Linked DNA regions of Mus musculus: all the other regions are linked to region 5. A link is a contact called in public HiChIP or PLAC-seq and promoter capture Hi-C data. All regions are on one chromosome and are shown on one strand. Each heading gives the region's core, a stretch centred on a gene start, on an enhancer-like site or on the middle of the called end of the contact. The rest is flanking DNA. Distances are from core to core; before and after follow the strand shown.

Region 1 (2,700 bases), core at 54-2,553, 740 kb after region 5:
GATTATCCTTGCTTTTAACCCAGGAAACAGAGGCAAAGACACTGTGTGACTGTACAGCCTCAGGCCTGGCCCCTGTCCTTATTACATGCAAGAGCTGGTTCGATTTGATAGAGGAAGGTAGTCTTCTGCATCCTGGATGCCAGAGTGGGGACACAGGAAGCTCTTGCCTTTGGGCTTGAATAACTTCCCTGAGAAGGCTGGAACCAGGGAAGGATGAAGAGAGGGAGGAGATCCTCACAGCAGTACTGGTTTGTTTTAAGTTTACAGAGGTAGAGGCAGGGGGTTAGAAAGCCAAGGTCATCCTTCGCTACAAGATATGAGAAAGGGAGAGAGAGAGAGAGTGAGAGAGACCTTTAAGCGAAGAAGTAGATACCACAGTGGATTAGTATATAGATGTATATGTATGAGCATATATGTATGTGTATATGTATATAGATATATATGTGTATGTTTGCAAGGTCTTCTGTGACCTCTCTTAGGATTGACACAGAATAAGATGGCTTCGAACTCCAGATTCTCCTACCCTAACCTCCCATGTGCTGGGAGTGTGCCACCACCCCCAGCTCTGCACCACTGAGAAAAAAAGACATTTATTTATTTTTATTTAATGTGTATGTTTGTGTGCTACGTATGCATACAGTGTCCGTGGATACCAGAAAGGGCATCATCAGATTCCCTGGAAGCATTATAGGTGGTTAGAGGTTGCCAGGGGAGACAGTGCTAAACCCAGATCCTCTGGAAGTGCTCTTAACTGATGAACCACCACTCCAGGCTCTATCTCTGTCTCTTTGTCTCTCTTCCTCCCCATCTTTTCCCTTCCTTCTCCCTCCCCCTCCCTCCGTCCCTCTGTCCTTCTCTCCTTCTCACTTGCTCTCTGTATTGATAAGTTAATGATTAGATGCAGGGTGGAGTGGCAATGAGGCTGATCACACCAAAATAAGCATGTCCAGGAGCAAGTCCTACCCCTAGTCCGAGTCCTTGAAGCACCATGTTATAGGGCACTCGGCAGGGGGCGTGCTCGGACAGTGCGGGGCTATGTCCCGGGTTGGCAGGGTTCTGGAGCCGCTAGGGCGGGGTAAAGTCAGATTTAAATTCCGCTCAGCCATCAGGCAGTGAGAGCAGAGGGTGGGCGGGTTCTGTCTCAGGAGCAACCAATAGCAATGAGGGGGCAGAGCCTTTGGTACGCATGGGAGACATCCAGCCAATGGGATTGCTGGGGCGGGGCGGCGAGCCAATAGAGCGGGCTGGTTTGATTCAAAGATGCCTATAAAAACTCAGACTACCACCGTAGACAAGTGGATCGGTTCTGGGCACTGCCATGGCTGCTCGCTTCGAGCTGTTGGACGACCTTCCCGCGGCCTGCCTGTCTCCGTGCGGACCGCCCAACCCCACGGAGCTGTTCAGCGAGGCGCGGCGTCTGGCTCTCGAGCAGCTGCTGGCCGGTGGTCCCGACGCCTGGGCCGCCTTCTTACGGCGTGAGCGGCTGGGCCGCTTCCTCAACGCCGACGAGGTGCGCGAGGTTCTGGGCGCTGCCGAGCGGCCGGGCGAGGATGGGGCGGCGGTAGCGGAGGACTCGTTCGGCTCCTCTCACGAATGCTCGTCGGGCACCTACTTTCCGGAGCAGTCGGACCTGGAACCGCCGGCGTTGGAGCTCGGCTGGCCTTCCTTCTACCAGGGTGCCTACCGCGGTGCCACGCGTGTCGAGGCTCATTTCCAGCCCCGCGGCGCGGGCGCCGGAGGCCCGTATGGCTGCAAGGATGCGCTGCGCCAGCAGTTGCGCTCCGCCCGAGAGGTGAGCGGCCCCCTGGCAGCGGGTAGGGGAGGAGCATCGGCCTTCTGAAAATTGAGTCATGTCGTAGTTCCAACTTCTGTTATTGGTACCCCTGGAACAGAGCGACTGTTAGTTCAAACCAAAGTGGATTGCAGAATTCCAGGGACGTCAGCTGACATTAGGTCTCACTTTCAGGAGCTAAGTAAAAGCTTAGTTTTACCCAAAAGATGATACCCGGAGACCATGGGGAGATCTGTAATTACCACTTTTCCACGCTTCTTAATGTTGTAGACAGATAAATTCGAGCAGTCGGTTTATCTCTTTCACTTCTGTGAGTGAGTCTGGTGGGAGATATTTTTAACCCACAGTGCCTGGGACTGTTCCAAGTAGCATTGATCCAAAATGCAAATATTTGTGCTTTAGATAAGCCACTGGTTACAATGGGTTTTTATCTTAGCTAGTGTCAGACTGCCCGATTGGCCTGGGGTGGAGTATAGAGTCTGGCCTGCCATAGATCAGGGAGAAAGGGCTCCACTTGGGAGGGTGTGGCTACAAGTTTGCATGCTGGTGAACACTGCTCCATTCCCAGACCTTTTGACTGCCTGGAACATGACGGGCAAAGCCTCAGACCATGTCAAGACTTAGTAGGCCTGGCACCGCTATATGTTAGGGTGCGGATCAGGTTGACATCACCAAGTCTAGGAGCAAGTTTGCGTTCTGTTTTTGTCTTTTGTTTTTTGTTTTCCTCTCTGCAAGACAAGGTCACTGTAACCCAGGCTTACCTGGAACTTACAGGCTTCAATTTCAGGCAATCCTCCTGCCTCTGCCTTCCTAGTGCCAAAGCCAAAGTTCTGATGCTGGTTCTGTACCTGACAGGCAGGACTTTGAGGATAAGAGTGTAGGTGACCAAGCTGTTCAGGGAATAGTAT
Region 2 (2,700 bases), core at 143-2,642, 820 kb before region 5:
GCCAATACAAGTCTACTTCTACACTAAGCTTATGACCAATCTGGGTTTCTATATTAGAGTGACTCTAATTCTCTAAAAAAAAAAAAAAGGATGTTGAGCTGTAACACCACCAAGAAAACAGGTATAGTAGTCACTGTCCTGCTGTAAAGACAAATTTTATATATGTGTGTGTGTGTGTGTGTGTGTGTGTGTGTGTGTAGTCTCAGGTACTTTTCTCTCATAGGAGTATAGACATGTGTACAACAGTTGCTCCCTATTTCCTACTCCCTGACCAGCAATTATTTCGCTGGCAGTCTGAGTCAGAGGAATCCTATATGTGAATCCTGCCCATGTGTATAATGAAAGCTTTTGTACATCTCAGTTAGATGCTGAAATAGTCTGTCTCGATACCCCCTGGGTATATATATATATATGTATACACACACACACACACACATATATATCATTAACATATGTGTGTGTGTTACTGGGAATACCTAATAATGATAACAAGCACCATTTATTTTATTCAGAGCCAGATACCACATCAATCGTTAGAGCAACGGCCTGGCAGAGAGGAACGTGGGGCTGAGAAGAGCTTTGTGTGTGCTGACTTTGATCTATCTAACTACAGTGCATGGTATAAACGAACTAACTGCTACACTCGATTAGGTGGAAGAATGGAGGAGTTAAAGGGCTCAAACTGCTGTACCAGGTTGCATGGCAAACTGCGTCACCTTGGGCGCTAAATTAACTTCTTACCGACCCCACTTTCTCCCTCTGTGGAATGGGGATCCAGTGGTGTTTCAAACGAGTTGGGGAAGACATAATCAAAGGGCTGAGCAGCGATGAGTAATTCATTTTACCGCGGGATCAGGTCTGATCGATTTAACGGCAGCACCGCGCCGTTTGGGGCACTGGGCGGCGCGCAGAAATCAAGTTTGAAAGTTGGGAGCCTAGGGAACCCCCGCAGAACCGGCGGCTCACTTTCCGATCTTCGGTTTCCCGCCTCAATCCAAATGGGTGGGTTGGCCGAGCTACACCCACCCTTCCCTCCCCGCACTCCTCGGAGACCCTCGTAGGTGGGGAACTCCCACCGCCCGATAGGCTTGGGGCGGGGGCGGGCCGGGGGTGGGGCCTGGCGAGGGTCGGGGCCGCCGCCCACCTGCCGCCGCTCACCTCTAGGCTGTAGTTGCCGCGGATGGCCGTGAAGTCATCCAGGGCTTCGGCCGCGCTTCCCTCGTCCAGGTTCAGTTCCTGGCACAGGGCCTGCAGCGCCTCCCTGGCCGCGGCGACCGCCGCCGCCCCCTCGGCGTGGGGCTCGTCCTCGAACATATCCCCCTCCGGCCCGACGGGCGGCGCGACCGGCTTCGGGGTTTTCTTTTCCCTCCCGGCGAGCTACCCACAACCCCCCGCGACAAAGCGCGCGAAAATCGCCTTCTTGAGCTCGCCTTCCCTTCATCGTCTGCCTCCGCTTTTCTTCTCAAAAAGTCCCTTTCTCCTCTGGAGCCCGCAGCAGCCCGTCTCCCGGAATGGGATAAGAAGATGGACCTCGGACTCTAACGGAGATCTAGCTCGGGCCCTGGGTGGGCAGCTGCGGGGCTCCGGGCCGCGGGGACGGACGTGAGAGAGCGGGGCGGAAGGATCCGAGCCGGTGCTGAGGCTGCCGGGACTGTAGCTCGCGCCCCGCGCTCTCCACCGCGGGTTCCCTGGTGTGGGTGACTTGGGACTGCGAGTCCGTTCACGCTAGTGGGAAGCCTTCTCCATGACACTGTCCTGTGGACCCTAGGTTTGTCAGCTCCCCGGCGCGCCTCCAGCCCGCTCTCACTGAGCTTTGACCCTCGATGGAGGTGGAGGCGGGAGCTGCCGAAAGTGGCTTCTTCACGTAGAAGCGCCACGTCAGAGACTCCCAAATCTCGCCAGAAAGGGATGCAGGGACAAGGGTTTGGGGTGACGGGTCTCAGCCTCACTCCCAGGATTCTGGAAACTGTCCCAGTAAATAGTCGTTTCAGGAATAGAGATGGTCCTCGCGCTTACCTGAAAGGTGTTTTTAAAACCTAAACTAGAACCTGATCGTTTTCACTCAGAATCCTGCACGAGATCATTTTTTGTCTTTAAAATACAGAAAAATAATAGCATTCAGATGCACCAGGTAACTCGTAACCTTGGGAATATCAAGCTAGTTCTCAGTCGCAGGAGGCTTTTCTCCGTGTGTGAAAATGCTATTGTGCATATCTTTGCATACCTTGCTCTTCATCATTTAAGTCTAATTTTAACCTTCTCAGGCCATTACTGAGCAGTACATCTATAAGCTGACACCTAACTTCTATTTCATCGTCTCCATTGTACCTTATCTGAAATTGTCATACTTATTGATCAGCTCTTCCAAGAGAGTTGGATGGTAGGATAGAATCGTTTGCCTTCACTGTATTCCCTGATTTGGATTATTTCTCTTCTACACTAAGGACTTGGGGCAGTGTGTTTGAAAATTACAGAGTAGTCCTTGTTTGGATGAAGGAGTCACTAGAGAAGAAAACAGGGACGTCAAGGCAAGTTATGAAGGAGTTCCTATGCCCCACTAAAGCCTCATGGTATACTCAAAGCAGAGATTTTAACATGTTAATGATGATTAATTTGTTTTGGACAAAATCCACTGCTGCGGGTATGGCCTCGTGGAGACTACCAAGTTTGGAGGTAGTAGAGTGTTGTCTTACATGACGT
Region 3 (2,700 bases), core at 130-2,629, 780 kb before region 5:
GGGCTGCTTGCCGTCACCCACACTCTGTAATAAAGCTAGCACGGTTCACTCTGCTCTGTCTGCTTCTTCATCTCTGCCCAGGAAAGCTTAAGTAATACACAGTTTAGAGAAATGATGGAGAGTGGGGGAAGCCCCAGCGGCTGCAAGACCTGTCCAGAAGAAGAGACACTACTTTGCAGAAGGAAGAGGCAACAGACACAGAAAGGTGGTCACAGTTTGTGGAAGGGGGTGGGGTGGGGTGAGTGGGGTGTTCTTTTTAGAAGTTATGGCAGAGGATTGACAACAACTGAGAAGTGGGATACTGAAACAGAGAAACTGAAGATTAAAAAGTGGGATCCTGCTGGACAGTGCTGGCGCACGCCTTTAATCCTAGCACTTGGGAGGCAGAGACAGGTGGATTTCTGAATCTGAGGCCAGCCTGGTCTACAGAGGGAGTTCCAGGACAGCCAAGGCTACATAGAGAAACTCGGGGGTGGGGGTGGGGGGGAGTGGGATCCCCAGTGAGAATAAAGGCTCACAGAAAAGGATGCAAACTCTATCTAATAGCATTCCTTTTTGGCTCCACCCAACAGCTACCTGGCTTCCTATAAAAGGGACTGTTTTCTCTCTCTCTCTCTCTCTGCCCCTTCTCTCTCTGACCCCTTTCTACCTCTCTTCCCCCCCACACCCCCTACCTTAGGCCTCTCTTCTCTCTCCTCTTTTCTTCCTCCTCCTTCCACGGCCCCCCACTCCACCCCCGTCTTTCTCTGTCTCTATTCCGTTCTAAACTCCCCTTCCCACGCCCTAAATAAACTCTATACTATACCTGTCGAATGGCTGGTACCTCAGGGGAAAGGGATGGCTCCACATGGGCACCCCTCCCATCTCACCATACCTGGTTCTATCAAACATCTTGGTTTCTTTTTATAAAATACAACAGTGTCAGTTCCTAAGAAAGCTCCAATTCCCCAGTCTCTAAATGGCAGTCCAAATATCCAGAAATAGGCTTGACCTGGACCATAGGCTCTCAGGTGGTTAGTAAAAAGCCAGCATTCCTCAGGAACTTGCAAAGCCAGGTCCCCTCTGAAGGAAATGAGGACATGACAGCTCTAAGGTACAGCGGAGGGAGGATTTTATTGTAGATAAGAGGGAGAGAACAACCAGAGGCTCTGGAAGAGTCCAGACTAAACCTGTCCATAAGGGGAGGAAGGGGGTGAGACAGGAAGAGGAGTGAGGGGCAAAGGGACCAAGAAAGGACCAGAGAGAACCAAGATTTTAGCCAAGAAGCTGGGGTTAGGGAAGTGAGGGCCCTGGGCTGGAGAGGTTTAGGGTAGAGGACAGGGTGTGAGCCCCAGGGCCTGAGGAAGCCAAGCAGACACTTTGGTATGCTAATAGACACCACTGGTAGCCCTTTGTCTCAGATTTCTTTGGAACTTGACACCTTCTACCAAAGGAGAAAGGAGTCATTTCCCTCACCTCAGGCAGAAGAGGCTTGGATACTTGTGGGGCCTCACACTAAAGCAAAGTTCATGCAGGCCTGCAGGCTCCTTCAGTATCACTAGTACTGTTTAACATACTTCAAAGTCCTACCCTGTGTTGGCTAGTTTGTTTGTTTGTTTGTTTGTTTGTTTGTTTGTTTTAAATTTTTTGTGTGTTTATTTAGGGTTTTTGTTTGTTTTTGTTTTGAGATAGGGTCTCTTTACATAGCCCTGGGTGTCCTGGAACTCACTGTGGAGATCAGGCTGGTCTTGAACTCACAAAGATCAGCTTGTCTCTGCCTACCTAGTGCTGCCTTTAAAAGAGTGCATCACCACAGCTAGCTTGTGCTGGCTAGTTTTGGCTAGTTTTATATCAACTTAACACAAGCTGGAATCATGTGAAAGGAGAAAACATCAATTGATAAAATTCCTCTATAAGGAGGGCATTATCCTGAGTGAGGTAACCCAATCACAAAACAAATGATATGTACTCATTGATAAGTGGATATTAGCCCAGAAACTTAGAATACTCAAGATATAATTTACAATCTGCAAAACACATGAAACTCAAGAAGAACGAAGACCAAAGTGTGGACACTTTGCCCCTTCTTAGAATTGGGAACAAAACACCCATGGAAGGAGTTACAGAGACAAAGTTTGGAGCTGAGACAAAAGGATGGACCATTTAGAGACTGCCATATCCAGGGATCCATCCCATAATCAGCCTCCAAACGCTGACACCATTGCATACACTAGCAAGATTTTGCTGAAAGGACCCTGATGTAGCTGTCTCTTGTGAGACTATGCCGGGGCCTAGCAAACACAGAAGTGGATGCTCACAGTCAGCTATTGGATGGATCACAGGACCCCCAATGGAGGAGCTAAAGAAAGTACCCAAGGAGCTAAAGGGATCTGCAACCCTATAGGTGGAACAACATTATGAACTAACCAGTACCCCGGAGCTCTTGTCTCTAGGTGCATATGTATCAAAAGATGGCCTAGTTGGCCATCACTGGAAAGAGAGACCCACTGGACACGCAAACTTTATATGCCCCAATACAGGGGAACGCCAGGGCCAAAAAGTGGGAGTGGGTGGGTAGGGGAGTGGGGGTAGGGTACGGGGGACTTTTGGGATAGCATTGGAAATGTAAATGAGGAAAATACCTAATTAAAAAAAAAGATTTAACATTTTTAAAAAAATTCCTCTATAAGATCCAGCTGTAGGGCATTTTCTTAATTACTG
Region 4 (2,700 bases), core at 188-2,687, 660 kb before region 5:
TATCACATGTGTGCTTGGTACACAGAGACCAGAAGAAAGCTTCTGGTTTCCTGACATTGGTGTTATAAAGGATTTTGTGCCATTATGTGGGTGCTAGGAACCAAGCCCAGGTTCTTTTGGAAGAGCAGCAGACACACTTAACCACTGAGCCTCTCTCCAGTCCCTAGTTACTCGTTTGTTGCTGTTAGGCTCCGATAGAAGAAACTTTGCAAGTTTGTTTTGGCTTGGGTTGTCGATGACCGTCTATGTCTACCATTGGGAGGACCTCACAGCAGCAGGAGTTTGGAGCAGCACGCTTGAGGATTCTGCCTCAGAAGTAGAAAAGAAAAAGGAAAAAACAAAAACAAAAAACCAAACAACCCAAAATCCATCTACACAATTGATTTTGAGGCTGGGCATGGCTCAGTGAGTGAGAGTGCTTATTGACTAAACATGAAGGTCTCAAAGACCCAAAGTAAAAAGCCAGGCATGGTCACTCATACATCTTTAACGCCAGTCCAAGGCAGAGGAGAGGAGAGGATGGATACGGGATCCCTGCGGCTTTCCCTATCTCAAGGGAATAAGGTGGACTATAATAGAGCAAGACACGTGATATACTCTGGCCTCAGCAGCCATAGGTACATGCATGTGAGTGCATATGCCACACCCGTACCCACACCAATACCCACCCGTGGCACACATAATTAAAGGATTTAGGGGTCAGGGCCACATCAGCTGACCTAGAGATAGTTTATCTGGCTGCCAAGCTGAGTTCGTTGGCTGGAGGCTTGATAACTGCCCACGTGAATCTCACTCTGCGGGACTTCCCAGGAATGATCAAGAGCGAGGAAAGAGGAAGTCACAATGTTTTTCTGTCTTAATCTCGGAACTCAAGCTCAGTATTTCCCCAAAATTCTATGGGTCACATTGGTCAGCGTGGGAGACTGTGAAGGCTTGACTATCAGGCACCAATCACATCACTGCCCATTAAACTCCATTCCTAACTGGTCTGCCGCACTTATTTCAATGCTGATTTTTGCCTTCCAAACATTTATCGCATTAAGGATTCCCTATCTATTATGTGACTTACTGACTATAAACTCCATGGAAGCAGAGATGTTCACTGGTCTCTTTTTAATTTATTATGGTGATTTGTTTTTGTCTGAATTATAGCATGGTAATGTTTGTCCTACCCCTTATATTGTAGATTTCTGGCTCAGACTTAGAACTGAGTTCTAAACTGGGGGGAGACCGGCTGTAATCAGGAGAATTGCCCCCAGTTCGAGGCCAGTCAGAGCTACACTGTTGAGACCCTGTCTCAAATCAAATAAAAAATTCATTAAAGCTTCAACCTTCGGTGTCTAATTAGGGGAGAGCAGGAGGAAGACGGCGAGGAAGCGGTGGACCTGGTAAAACCCGCTGAGCGGAATCTGCTGCTGCTCCCAGCACATCGCTTCCGGGTCACGAGGGATCACTTCCGGTGCGGCGGCGCGGCGTTCCGGGAGGTAAGTATTGAGGCTCGGATAACCCGGCCGAGGCTTCCCGGCGGGCGGGATCGGGGCGGCGTTGCGGGTTACAGCGGCTTCCGGGGTTGCGGAGGGCAGTTATCTGTAAAGGCAGTCTGCGTTCCGAGGAGACTGGGGCCCTCGCGAGGGTTGTGCAGGGCCAGGGCCCAGCCTGCCCTGCGCCGGGACCAGCCGGGGCTTGGCTTGTCGGGTGTGCCCTGGATGGCTGTGTTACCTCGGGCATCTCGATCTTCCTCTCCCGGTCACTTTCCTTCCCCGCAGAAGGCTCCCTTGGGCCTGTGCGGAGGATGCGAAGGCCGGGAGCGTATCAGTGCTTAGTTGCAGTGTGTGCTTGAGAGAAAACTGCCAGAGAAAGGGATGGGGAATGCGATAGCCTCCCCGGTGTCTGCGGTTCCAGTGACCTGACACCTGGAAATAGAAAGTGGAAGACTCCAGAAACAAACCGCGCATGGCTTTGAATTTGTGTGTTTTGAGTAGCTCAGTAGTGGAGACTCACCCAGCGTGCTTGAGTCCCATGTTCAGACCCCAGAACTGTTCTTCCCGGCCCTAAGATAGTAGCACGATGAAGTTTTACCTCTTCCTGCTTTACACGTAGGTCATCGTCTTGCTTGGCGTATCCCTCTGTATACGCTACCCCCTCATTAGTCACGTAGGACAGCTGCCTGTGTAACCCTCATATCAGCACAAGAGTAGTAATGATAGCCTTTGGGGTTTGCTGAAAAAGGTGCTATTTTAAACAGCCTTTTTTTTTTTTTTAAAGGAAGATTCTTAGGCTAAAGTTGCTAAGCTATTTGGTGAGAACAAAATTTTTGTTGTTTTTCCAAGACAGGGTTTCTCTGTGCAGCCCTGGCCATCCTGGAGGAGCTCTGTGGGTTGGAGGCTAGCCTGGTCTACAGAATAAGTTCCAAGTCAACCAAAGCTACACAGAGAAACCCTGTCTCGAAAAAAAAAAAATCAAAATTAAAAATCAGAGCTGGTGATATGGCTGAGTTGGAAGAGGGCTTACCCAGCGTGTAAAAGCCTTGGTTTTTATCCCTTGCATCCTAAGTCTGGGGGTGGGGCAGAGCATGCCTATACTGTTCTGGGCTGCATAGCAAATTTGAGGGCTCCATGGGAACTTTGCTGAAACATCAATAAGTGGTAGTTTTGTTTTTGAACCTCACATTGCCAAGGTTACAGCCATAGTGTGTAGTAA
Region 5 (2,700 bases), core at 25-2,524:
CCAGAGCACTGTTGTTAAGGACTGACATTTAAAATAGTAACATCTGGATACATAGACTTAGTACAAAGGGTACTCAGAACATGAGTTACTCAGTACTCAGCAACTATTTAGATGAGGTCTCAAAAGCCCGAGCTTTTTTGTAAGGTGGGGTCTTAAAAGCTGGTCTGGAATTTACTGCACAGACCAAGCTGGCCTGGAACCCTCAGGAGAACCACCTGCCTCTGCCTCCCTATATCATTATAAGGTGTTGACTTGTGCGTTAATTCAATCAGCTATGAATTCAGCTTTGATTCCAGATGCTGGGACACACTTAGATACACTCTCTTCATTCAGATCTTAGCTCTGTGAGCTTGAAACTTATGTGATCACCACACCTCTGTAACCTGTTTCCTCAGTTGTTAAACCGTGAGACGATAACACTTACCTCATAGCTTTGAAAAGTGTCTAGCACATAGAAACTTCTCAACTACACTAGCTATGATCATGATGCACTCCAGGTGAAGAAGGGTCAAAGCATGTATATTAGGGACAGAGAAGTTAAGAAAACCAGGCATCAACTATAGGAATGTCTTTTAGGCTGGGAGGGGACTCACATCTAATAAGTTCAACAACGTCAGGGAGTTGTAGGTATGTGTGTTGGGGGGGGGGTGCACGCACAGAGGACGTCAGGTGTCCCGCTCAATCACTCTCCAGCTTATTCTTTTGAGACTGAGTCTTTCACTGAACCTGGAGTTAAGCAGGCATCTAGCAAGCTCCGGCGATCTTCCTGTCTCAGCCCCAGAACACTGAAGTTACAGACCTGGCCCACCAACTTGGGCTTTTTAATGATGGGAACACAAATCCTCATTCTTGCATAGCAAGCACTTGGAGCCATCACACCCCTCCAAAAAAAAAGTTGTGTGTGTGTGGGGCCAGACTCAGTAGAGGTCAGTAGACGGCGCAGTTCCACCAGGTGAGAAAAGGGGTATCACTTCGGAAGTCAGAACAGGAACCAAAGTGGGGAGCCCTGCCAAGAGTTCGTGTCTTTAAAGGAACTAGAGGAGCGCTGGGGAGAGGGGCCCAGGCACGGAGGGAGGTGTGGCCTAGGCCAGCCACCAAAGCGACGCGGCCCTTCCCACACCCAGCTCCCGCGCTTCCTGCCTCAGTGTGTCCTAAGGATTCGTTTCTGGACGCTCCTAAGCGGCTGGGCTCCCTTACACTCCCGCCACTCTTACCTCGTCTTCCAGTCTTTCCCTCACTCTCCCGCCTCCTGCACCCTAGGCGGAAATGACGACTAAGTAGTGCGTCGCGCCGCGCCAGAAAGGTTCTGCGGAGCGGGAAAAAGGGTTCCGGTGAGGCTCACTGCGCCGGCGCGCGGGCGCGAGCGGTTAAAGCGCATTTTCGGTGTTCGAGGACCTGGATTTGTTCCCTCGGCCTGGCCGGCTAGAAGTCAGGGACCAAGGATACTGCCGCCTCCTAAGGATCGTTTTCCTCCGGCTCCGAAGCCTCTCGGCGCCCGGCTGTGGCCCTTGCCCTTTGACCCCCGTGGCGGCGGGGTGAGAGGTCGGGTGGCCATCTTGTGGCGGCGGCGCGGGCGGCTGTTACTGCGGAGACCTGTCCCCTCCCCCCACCTGGTACCCCGAGCTGTCTGTCAGTCGGCGGAGAGCCCTGCAGCCTGTCAGCGGAGGCCTGGGCCGAGTGCGGTCGCTTTCCCCGTCTCATCGGGCGGCCCGGGCTGCTCCCCACCACCGCCACCATGTCCTCCTTCTCAGAATCGGCGCTGGAAAAGAAGCTCTCAGAGCTGAGCAACTCTCAGCAGAGCGTGCAGACCCTCTCCCTGTGGCTCATCCACCACCGCAAGCACGCAGGACCCATCGTCTCCGTGTGGCACCGCGAGCTCCGCAAAGGTGATCACCCGCACCCCGGCTCTCCCATGGCTGTGTTCCCTCATCCACTCTCCCGCAGCCCTGTGGCTTCTTAAGCCTTGTTTTGCAGGCCTGGGGCTCTGATGGAGGGTCTGAGGTTGGAAACGGTGTTATTTTATGACTTGGAGAGGGAAACTGAGGCCCGGTAAGGTATGGGAGATTCGTCTGAAGTTCCAAGGGCGCAAATGCCCAGACTTGAAGTTACTCAGCTCCTTCCCTCATCAGGCTTCCCCCTCACACCTTACGACAGTTGTTTTTGTTTTTGTTTTAAATCGTGGCTGTGTTTGGAGCTGGGAGCCCCGTGTTGGGCAATTGGAATACGATCCAGCCGTCTCTGGTCAGACTGCCCACATTAAGACCTGGTGCAAACGTGTTCTAGCTAAGTGATCCTGGGAACGTTTCTTCATATCCTTGTGCCGGTGTATTCTAATCTGTAAAACGGATACAAACTTACCTGTACTTCCAAAGCCTTGACTCCGTGTTAGTTACTATCCATAGACTTGAGAACAGGATGGTAAATTGGGTAGCCTTCTGCCCTTGCCACTAAATTCAGACTCTCACGATATTCCCCGAGCGCTACCTGTTTCTTGCCAGGCCCGGTGTTGGATGCAAGTTGTTTCTGGCTACTGTCTGGAAGTTAAGTCTATCTGTCACTGAACCCAACAGTTTAACCTCTATGTCCTTTATTCCTTATATAGAAAATGGAGATGATGGTAGTTTATGTTATTGTGGCTTTATTATGTGCTGCTATCTTTATGCGGGTTGCTTTTGTTTTTGCTTTGGGACAGAACCTTTA
Region 6 (2,700 bases), core at 78-2,577, 600 kb before region 5:
GTAAAGGCCATTAGACAAATCTTAGGCATGGAGGAGGGCGGAGAAACCTGCTCCTCCAGCCAGAGCCTGCCCAGGGGAGCCCTGGGAAACTGCCGTTAATCTTTAAGCAAGCCCTGCGAACAGGAGTGGCTGGCTAGTTTGCCCGCTGTTCATGAGAAACCCTGAGCAGTCCCCGTGGCCACAGTGGGCTACCCTGGCCCCACTTGCTCTTGTCAGTGAGGCCCTCAGATCTTCAGCCTGGCCCACTCCTTCTTCACAACAGAGGGGGCTGGAACAGGAAGCTAGTGGACAGAACACACCCTGAGGCACCTGGCCTAGATGTGACCTCAGATCAGTCTGACTCAAAGCTTTGCCCTTTCCTGGTCTCCTGGGAGACATAGCTGTACCCTGGGGCTGGAGCCTCTCACAATCTAGGATGATGGGGGACTTGCCCTTTGGGAGGGATCTTTGCCAGAAGCCCAGGCCTGTGCCACATGAACCTCAGTTTCCCTGTCTGTGAGATGGAAGCACTTTCAAGGAAGGAACATGGAGATGGTTGATAGATGGTCAGGCCCATCTTTCCAGAGTGAACGGGAGGAGTCAAGGATGCTCCTGGACCCCCAACGGGCAGCGCTAGAACCTGGTGGTCTTTGAGACCAGCCTGAAGCCACATCTCATCCCGCTTGCCCCATTTTTCTTCTCTACTTCCTGTCCGGTTGGTTCTGTCATCCTCAGTGGCTGGCAACAAGCACACTGCCCAGCAGATGCACACGGTCTCCTTATGCATTGAAAGTGAATTTAGGCTTGGCCTAATTGAGCTGGGCCCCGCAAGTTCCTGCCCTCCATTGGCAGAGGCTGGAGGCTCCGCAAGTTCAAGGCCAGCCTTGGCCACATAGTGAGCCACTGTTTTGCCTTTTGATACATTTTAACAATACTGCCTCTCCCCCTCACTATTTCCCTGTCCCTTCGGTTCCAGTCTCTGAGGATTAGAGACACTCAGGGTCAAGGCTGGTGTGGCCAGTGCCTCAGTTTCCGGACAGTGCTAGCCACCGGTGCGTAGCTCAGGTAGCTAGGGTTGAACGCTAACGTGGTCCCGGGAGGCCGAGCCCGGCGCGTGGCGTGGGGTTGGGGGGGCGCCCCCGCGGGCGGAGCTGCGGGGGGTGGGGGGCTGGGTGCGGGAGGCGCGGGCCCGGCTCGCACAGCAGGTCTCCCGGGTCGCCGGCGGGGCCCGGGTCCGCGCTTCCTCCTTTCTCCGGCTCGCGGCGGCCGCGGCCCCTCCTCCCGCGCGCTCCCTCCCCCTCGCCGCCGCCGCCGCCACCGCCGCCGCCTCCTCCCTTTCTCTCGGTCTGTCTCTCCGGGCCCGGAATCCAACCGGCCGCCCCGCCGGAGCGGCCAGGCCGCTGCCCGCCAGCGCCGCGCGCCCCGCTGGGGTCCGCCCGGGCGCGTCCGGAGCTCACGGTCGCCGTGCAGGTGAGCGCCCCCGCCCCGCCGGCCCCGCGCCCTGCTGCGGGCTCCCGCCCTGCCCACTCTACGCCGCGGCCCGCGAGCTGCCCGCCGCGGCCTTTTGTTGGGATGCGCGGGGGAGGACGAGCGGGGTGCGGGGGGCACCGGAACGCGGGGACCCTCGGCCGCAGAGTCCCCTGGCTCGGTTAGGCCACATTTGAAAACCCGGCCGATCGGCGCCGCCCGCGATCGCGGCTGCTGGGCCTGGCGCCCCCGGCCCGGAGTGGGCGGTGGGGGTGGGGTGGGCGTTGGGGAAGGGGCACCTGGAGGGCCACACTACCTCCTTAGGTCTCACTGGGGCCTTGGGTAGGGCCTAGTGCTGCTGGTCTGGAAGAAACAGGGCCACCCTGTCCTCGCCCCCCATCCCCCCCAACCCCCAGCCTCGCCCCTGCGCAGGCCCAGCGACCGATGGACTCAGAAGTTGGCAAAAGTTTTGGGGTTTCACTACCGCCACCAGGTCCGCTTGCCCACCCAGGCAGGTACTGGAGGTGAGTTTGTGCCCCCTACTACGACCCACCACCACTTGTGCCTTAGTTAGCTCTCTGAGCCAAGGCCCTCCTCAGTGGTAGGTGGGCTGGTTGAAGGGTGGGGTGAACAGAGGGGACTCACTCTGGGTATCCATCCCATAAACCTTTGAGGCATTCCGATTAGAAAGGTGGACAGAGGTGTGTGAGGCTTCTGGGACCCTGAGGTCTTCCCGGCTTTACAGACTGCCCAGTGAAGGCAAGTGGTGTTGGGGTCATCTGGGTATAGGTCAGATTTAGTTACCAAGGTGGACACGGGGGCGGGGGCAGGGGCGGGGGCAGGGGACTCTTCCAACCTTATGGAGTCCAGGTGTCTAGGTTTCTTGTTTTCCTGAGTGACCTGAGCCAGGGACCGCCCCTTGGACTATTCACATCAGTGACTATTCCCTGCACTTCCGCAGCCCAGGACTTGGCATATATGGGGGGGCGTGCTCAATAAATGAGTCCCATCCTGGAGCTCGCTCGCACAGGATGGTTGAGGTACCTGTGGCACAGCTGCCTGCAGAAGCGGGTAACTCCGTGCTACAAAGGGTTCCCTTTGGCCTCAGTCCTCTCAGGGAGGATCGATCAGTTGGCTTGTGAGGTAGCTCGGTGGTAGAGCACAGGCTCAGCTTGTTCAAGGCCCTGGTGCTAGCTGCAGAACCACAGGAAAGAAAATGGAGCAGTTATAACCAGAGCTGCTGATATCCAGTGA
Region 7 (2,700 bases), core at 114-2,613, 700 kb before region 5:
ACGAGGCAGAGCTATCCGTCTTAGCGGCTTTGTTAAACTTGGCGTCTACAGGTTGCTTTCCAGCCTAACTAGGTTTTGCCGTGGTGAGGAAATGAGGGTTTTAGATGGGGAAGGGAAAGAGATTCTCGAACTCTAGGAATAGTTCTATCTGGAATTCTGCAGTTGTAGACCTCACCTCTCCCAAGGGTTGCAGACCTGTGCAGTGGTCTGTAAGCATCTTGTTTTGTCCATGGTGGTTAACATTTCAACTAGATTTCAACATTGAGACGATTGGACTAGAAAGGTGAGCCCTGTACCTATAGTTAAACACTGAGTATGCTTGCAATCTCAACACTGGAAGACAGACAGGCAAGATCCTAGAGCTCGTGCCTGTCAGTCAGATGGTGCCTGAAGTTAACCCTGGCCTCCGTGAGCGCGCGCGCACACACACACACACACACACACACACACATGTTCTTTTCTGGGAGAATTTCTATTTTAAAAGCCTGGATTTTGAGGGGCTGAAGTGGTTAAGAGCAGATACTGCTCCCACAGAGGACTCCCACATTCAGCTTCCAGCACCCACATGGGGCAGCTCTCCACCACCTTAACTCCAAGCTGGCCAAGTGGGCTAGGCTGGCTGGCCATCGAGACCCCAGGTCTGCCCATCTCCTCCTCCCTCCTTTTGGGAGTGTAAAAGCCGCACAGTGCCTGGCGACTTTTATGGGCCCTGGGGTTCTCATGCCTTCACGCCCCAATGAGTCCTTCCCCCCCCCCCCCCCCCCGCTCCTAAGGATTATTAAGTATTTGGTAAGGCAAGATCCCACTGGGTAGCACAAGCTGGCCTGGAACCCATGACCCTCTGCCTCAGTCTCCCCAGTGTTGGGATTATAAACACGAACCACCAGGCACAACCCTTTGACTCTCTGGTTGGTTTGACTTGATGATGGTTTCACAGGTAGCAATCAGGTGTGGCCCATCATAAATCATGAGCACCTCCATTGTGACCAGAAGCCCCATATGCGGTTTGTTCCAGGTTGACCTGTGCCCTCACTTCATGTCCCAGTTCATAGTACTGAGGGGCCTGAAACCTTACAGCAATACAAGAGCGATCACCACCCCATACTACACACACACACACACACACACACACACAGCCCTGGGCTTGCTCCCTCTTGGATGTGTGACCTGGTACCAGTCACCTGACAGTTGGTGGAACTGTAAGTGGCCTCTGGCCCCTCCAACGGTCAGTTGTAGGGAGCAGTGGGGGGAGTCTCCCTGTGAATGCCAACTTAATGAAAGGGACAAGTCCTCCATTGATTAGAAAACATCTTTAGTGCAATGAAAGTAGCCCTTAGTCTTAAGTAGGGCCCCTCAGGAGCGAGCTTCTCTAGGGGGAGGAGTTAAGTCTTTTAAGCGGCCACTAGCGTCCCAGTTAATGGAGATAAAGCCCAGGGTGGCTGCAATGGATTTGCCCTCCTGTAATTGTATTCACCTCAAAACCCACAAGTAGCCTTGGTTCTCAGCGGCCATTATTTCATCTGAAAAACTAATTGAAAGTGGAGAGCGCCCCGAGCTTTCGCCTTTGTTGGGACAGGGCAGGGAAAGAGATGAGCAGGTGGGGCCGGGAAGGGAGGTGGGGAGAGTCTCCCTTTCAGCTCAGCTCCCTCTTTGTCCCAGACCTTGGCAGGTTCCCCGCCTCCTGCCTCTGCCTGCCCTCCTGGGCTAGCCTTCTCCTCCAGAGGAGCTTTTGTTCCCGTTGTTCTCATTGTCTCCACCGGCCACCGAAAGGCCTCCTGCAGAGCACTTCCCACGCTTTCCATTGCTTGCCCAGGCTCTGGGGGAGCAGGTGGGAGATAGGAGACCTGGCTGCAGCGCCACGTGCTTCCCTTTCCTGCTGGCAATGAACTAGGCTGGCTGGGAAAACCAAGAGCTAGGAGTCCCATTCGATTTTAAATGCTGGGGTTATTTTTACACTTTTAATCAGTCATTCCAGACATCCCGTCATCCAGGTTTCACAGTTGTCAATTTTTTTAAGGCTTAATTTACTCGGGTTTGTTTGTTTGTTTGTTTGTTTGTTTGTTTGTTTTGAGAGTGTCCAATGTAGCCCAGACTGTCTTGGAATTTACTATGTAGCCAAGGACAGTCACCTTTTTTTCTGAGACCTCTCACCGGTACTCTCAGACTAGATTAAACTAATTAGCCAGTGAGCCTCAGGGACCCGTCTTACTTGGTCTCCACATCTCTGCCACCACGGGCACGCACTCCCATGCCTGGCTTTTCTGTGGGTGCTGGGATCTGAGCTCTTCATCTTCATGCTTACTTGCACAGCAGGAACCTTACCAGCTGAGCTGCCTCTCCAGCTCCAGCTGTTTTGCACCATTATATTTCATCATGCTACTTGGGAGAAATAACCATATAAGCCATGTTTTTAAAAAAAAAAAAAATCAGATTGACAATAAAGGAAGCTGAAGTGCAGATGAGAATGGGGGTTTTATTGTATTTACAGAGGACGGAAAAGGTCAGAGCTGAAGCAGAAGTAACAGGGTACAGTTGTGTTTGGGGCTCGGGGGGCTCAAGCGTCCGCTGAAGGCTTCATCCTTGGGAATCCCTGCTGCAGAAAGAAAGAGACACTCAATCCAGATGCCAGGGCTCCTGAGCCACCAAGATGACTGGGGTTCCAGGCAGGGGCAGGACTTCCAGGTTCCCAGAGACAGGAAG

What was found. Promoter capture Hi-C pulls out the DNA fragments that hold promoters and counts their contacts. HiChIP or PLAC-seq counts read pairs in DNA pulled down with a chosen protein or histone mark.
Region 1: an H3K27ac HiChIP or PLAC-seq map of microglia shows a contact between it and region 5, with 6 times the contacts expected there. The contact joins the promoter of Fam83d here to the promoter of Tti1 in region 5. A contact is called at or near these places in 1 of 39 promoter capture datasets (pre-B cells) and 1 of 115 datasets of contacts at active chromatin or transcription factors (microglia).
Region 2: a promoter capture Hi-C map of liver shows a contact between it and region 5, with 3 times the contacts expected there. The contact joins the promoter of Rbl1 here to the promoter of Tti1 in region 5. A contact is called at or near these places in 4 of 39 promoter capture datasets (the 3T3-L1 cell line, cranial neural crest, hippocampal neurons and 1 more), 4 of 115 datasets of contacts at active chromatin or transcription factors (T-cell acute lymphoblastic leukemia, bone marrow-derived macrophages, extraembryonic endoderm stem cells and 1 more) and 3 of 9 other capture datasets (adipose tissue, embryonic stem cells and liver).
Region 3: an H3K4me3 HiChIP or PLAC-seq map of forebrain shows a contact between it and region 5, with 6 times the contacts expected there. The contact joins the enhancer-like site here to the promoter of Tti1 in region 5. A contact is called at or near these places in 4 of 39 promoter capture datasets (the 3T3-L1 cell line, cranial neural crest, frontonasal cranial neural crest and 1 more) and 4 of 115 datasets of contacts at active chromatin or transcription factors (bone marrow-derived macrophages, embryonic forebrain, forebrain and 1 more).
Region 4: a contact with region 5 is called in a promoter capture Hi-C map of liver, with 3 times the contacts expected there. The contact joins the promoter of Manbal here to the promoter of Tti1 in region 5. A contact is called at or near these places in 9 of 39 promoter capture datasets (the 3T3-L1 cell line, the HPC-7 cell line, cranial neural crest and 5 more), 2 of 484 Hi-C or Micro-C datasets (CD4 T cells and embryonic stem cells), 2 of 115 datasets of contacts at active chromatin or transcription factors (the SCID.adh cell line and embryonic stem cells) and 2 of 9 other capture datasets (adipose tissue and liver).
Region 6: a contact with region 5 is called in an H3K27ac HiChIP or PLAC-seq map of trophoblast stem cells, with 3 times the contacts expected there. The contact joins the promoter of Src here to the promoter of Tti1 in region 5. A contact is called at or near these places in 5 of 115 datasets of contacts at active chromatin or transcription factors (acute myeloid leukemia, embryonic forebrain, embryonic stem cells and 2 more).
Region 7: a contact with region 5 is called in an H3K4me3 HiChIP or PLAC-seq map of embryonic forebrain, with 4 times the contacts expected there. The contact joins the enhancer-like site here to the promoter of Tti1 in region 5. A contact is called at or near these places in 3 of 39 promoter capture datasets (the 3T3-L1 cell line, hippocampal neurons and neural stem cells), 11 of 115 datasets of contacts at active chromatin or transcription factors (the 230-238 cell line, bone marrow-derived macrophages, craniofacial prominence and 6 more) and 1 of 9 other capture datasets (embryonic stem cells).

The regions. Positions count from the first base shown.
Region 1 is chr2:158,766,796-158,769,495 of GRCm38.p6, forward strand. Fam83d (family with sequence similarity 83, member D) reads left to right here and starts at 1,304. Exons shown (of 4, transcript NM_027975.2): 1 at 1,304-1,792. The coding sequence starts at 1,319.
Region 2 is chr2:157,203,142-157,205,841 of GRCm38.p6, forward strand. Rbl1 (RB transcriptional corepressor like 1) reads right to left here and starts at 1,393. Exons shown (of 22, transcript NM_011249.2): 1 at 1,159-1,393. The coding sequence starts at 1,314.
Region 3 is chr2:157,246,947-157,249,646 of GRCm38.p6, forward strand. The region is part of intron 8 of Mroh8 (maestro heat-like repeat family member 8); the gene reads right to left. Among named protein-coding and RNA genes, the nearest start is that of Rpn2, 31 kb to the right of the region's middle. Within about 2 kb of position 1,380, at least 31 of the 459 cell types and tissues checked have an H3K27ac peak or open chromatin away from gene starts, as enhancers often do.
Region 4 is chr2:157,366,157-157,368,856 of GRCm38.p6, forward strand. Manbal (mannosidase, beta A, lysosomal-like) reads left to right here and starts at 1,438. Exons shown (of 3, transcript NM_026968.3): 1 at 1,438-1,484.
Region 5 is chr2:158,027,160-158,029,859 of GRCm38.p6, forward strand. It overlaps Tti1 (TELO2 interacting protein 1), which reads right to left and starts at 1,275. Exons shown (of 8, transcript NM_029282.2): 1 at 1,215-1,275. Rprd1b (regulation of nuclear pre-mRNA domain containing 1B) reads left to right here and starts at 1,338. Exons shown (of 7, transcript NM_001291134.1): 1 at 1,338-1,886. The coding sequence starts at 1,736.
Region 6 is chr2:157,422,966-157,425,665 of GRCm38.p6, forward strand. It overlaps Src (Rous sarcoma oncogene), which reads left to right and starts at 1,328. Exons shown (of 15, transcript NM_009271.3): 1 at 1,328-1,449.
Region 7 is chr2:157,327,043-157,329,742 of GRCm38.p6, forward strand. It overlaps Ghrh (growth hormone releasing hormone), which reads right to left. Exons shown (of 5, transcript NM_010285.3): 5 at 2,454-2,593. The coding sequence ends at 2,555. Among named protein-coding and RNA genes, the nearest start is that of Ghrh, 18 kb to the right of the region's middle. Within about 2 kb of position 1,364, at least 44 of the 459 cell types and tissues checked have an H3K27ac peak or open chromatin away from gene starts, as enhancers often do. A contact at or near this core is called in differentiating embryonic stem cells, embryonic forebrain, embryonic stem cells and 1 more, where this site is marked.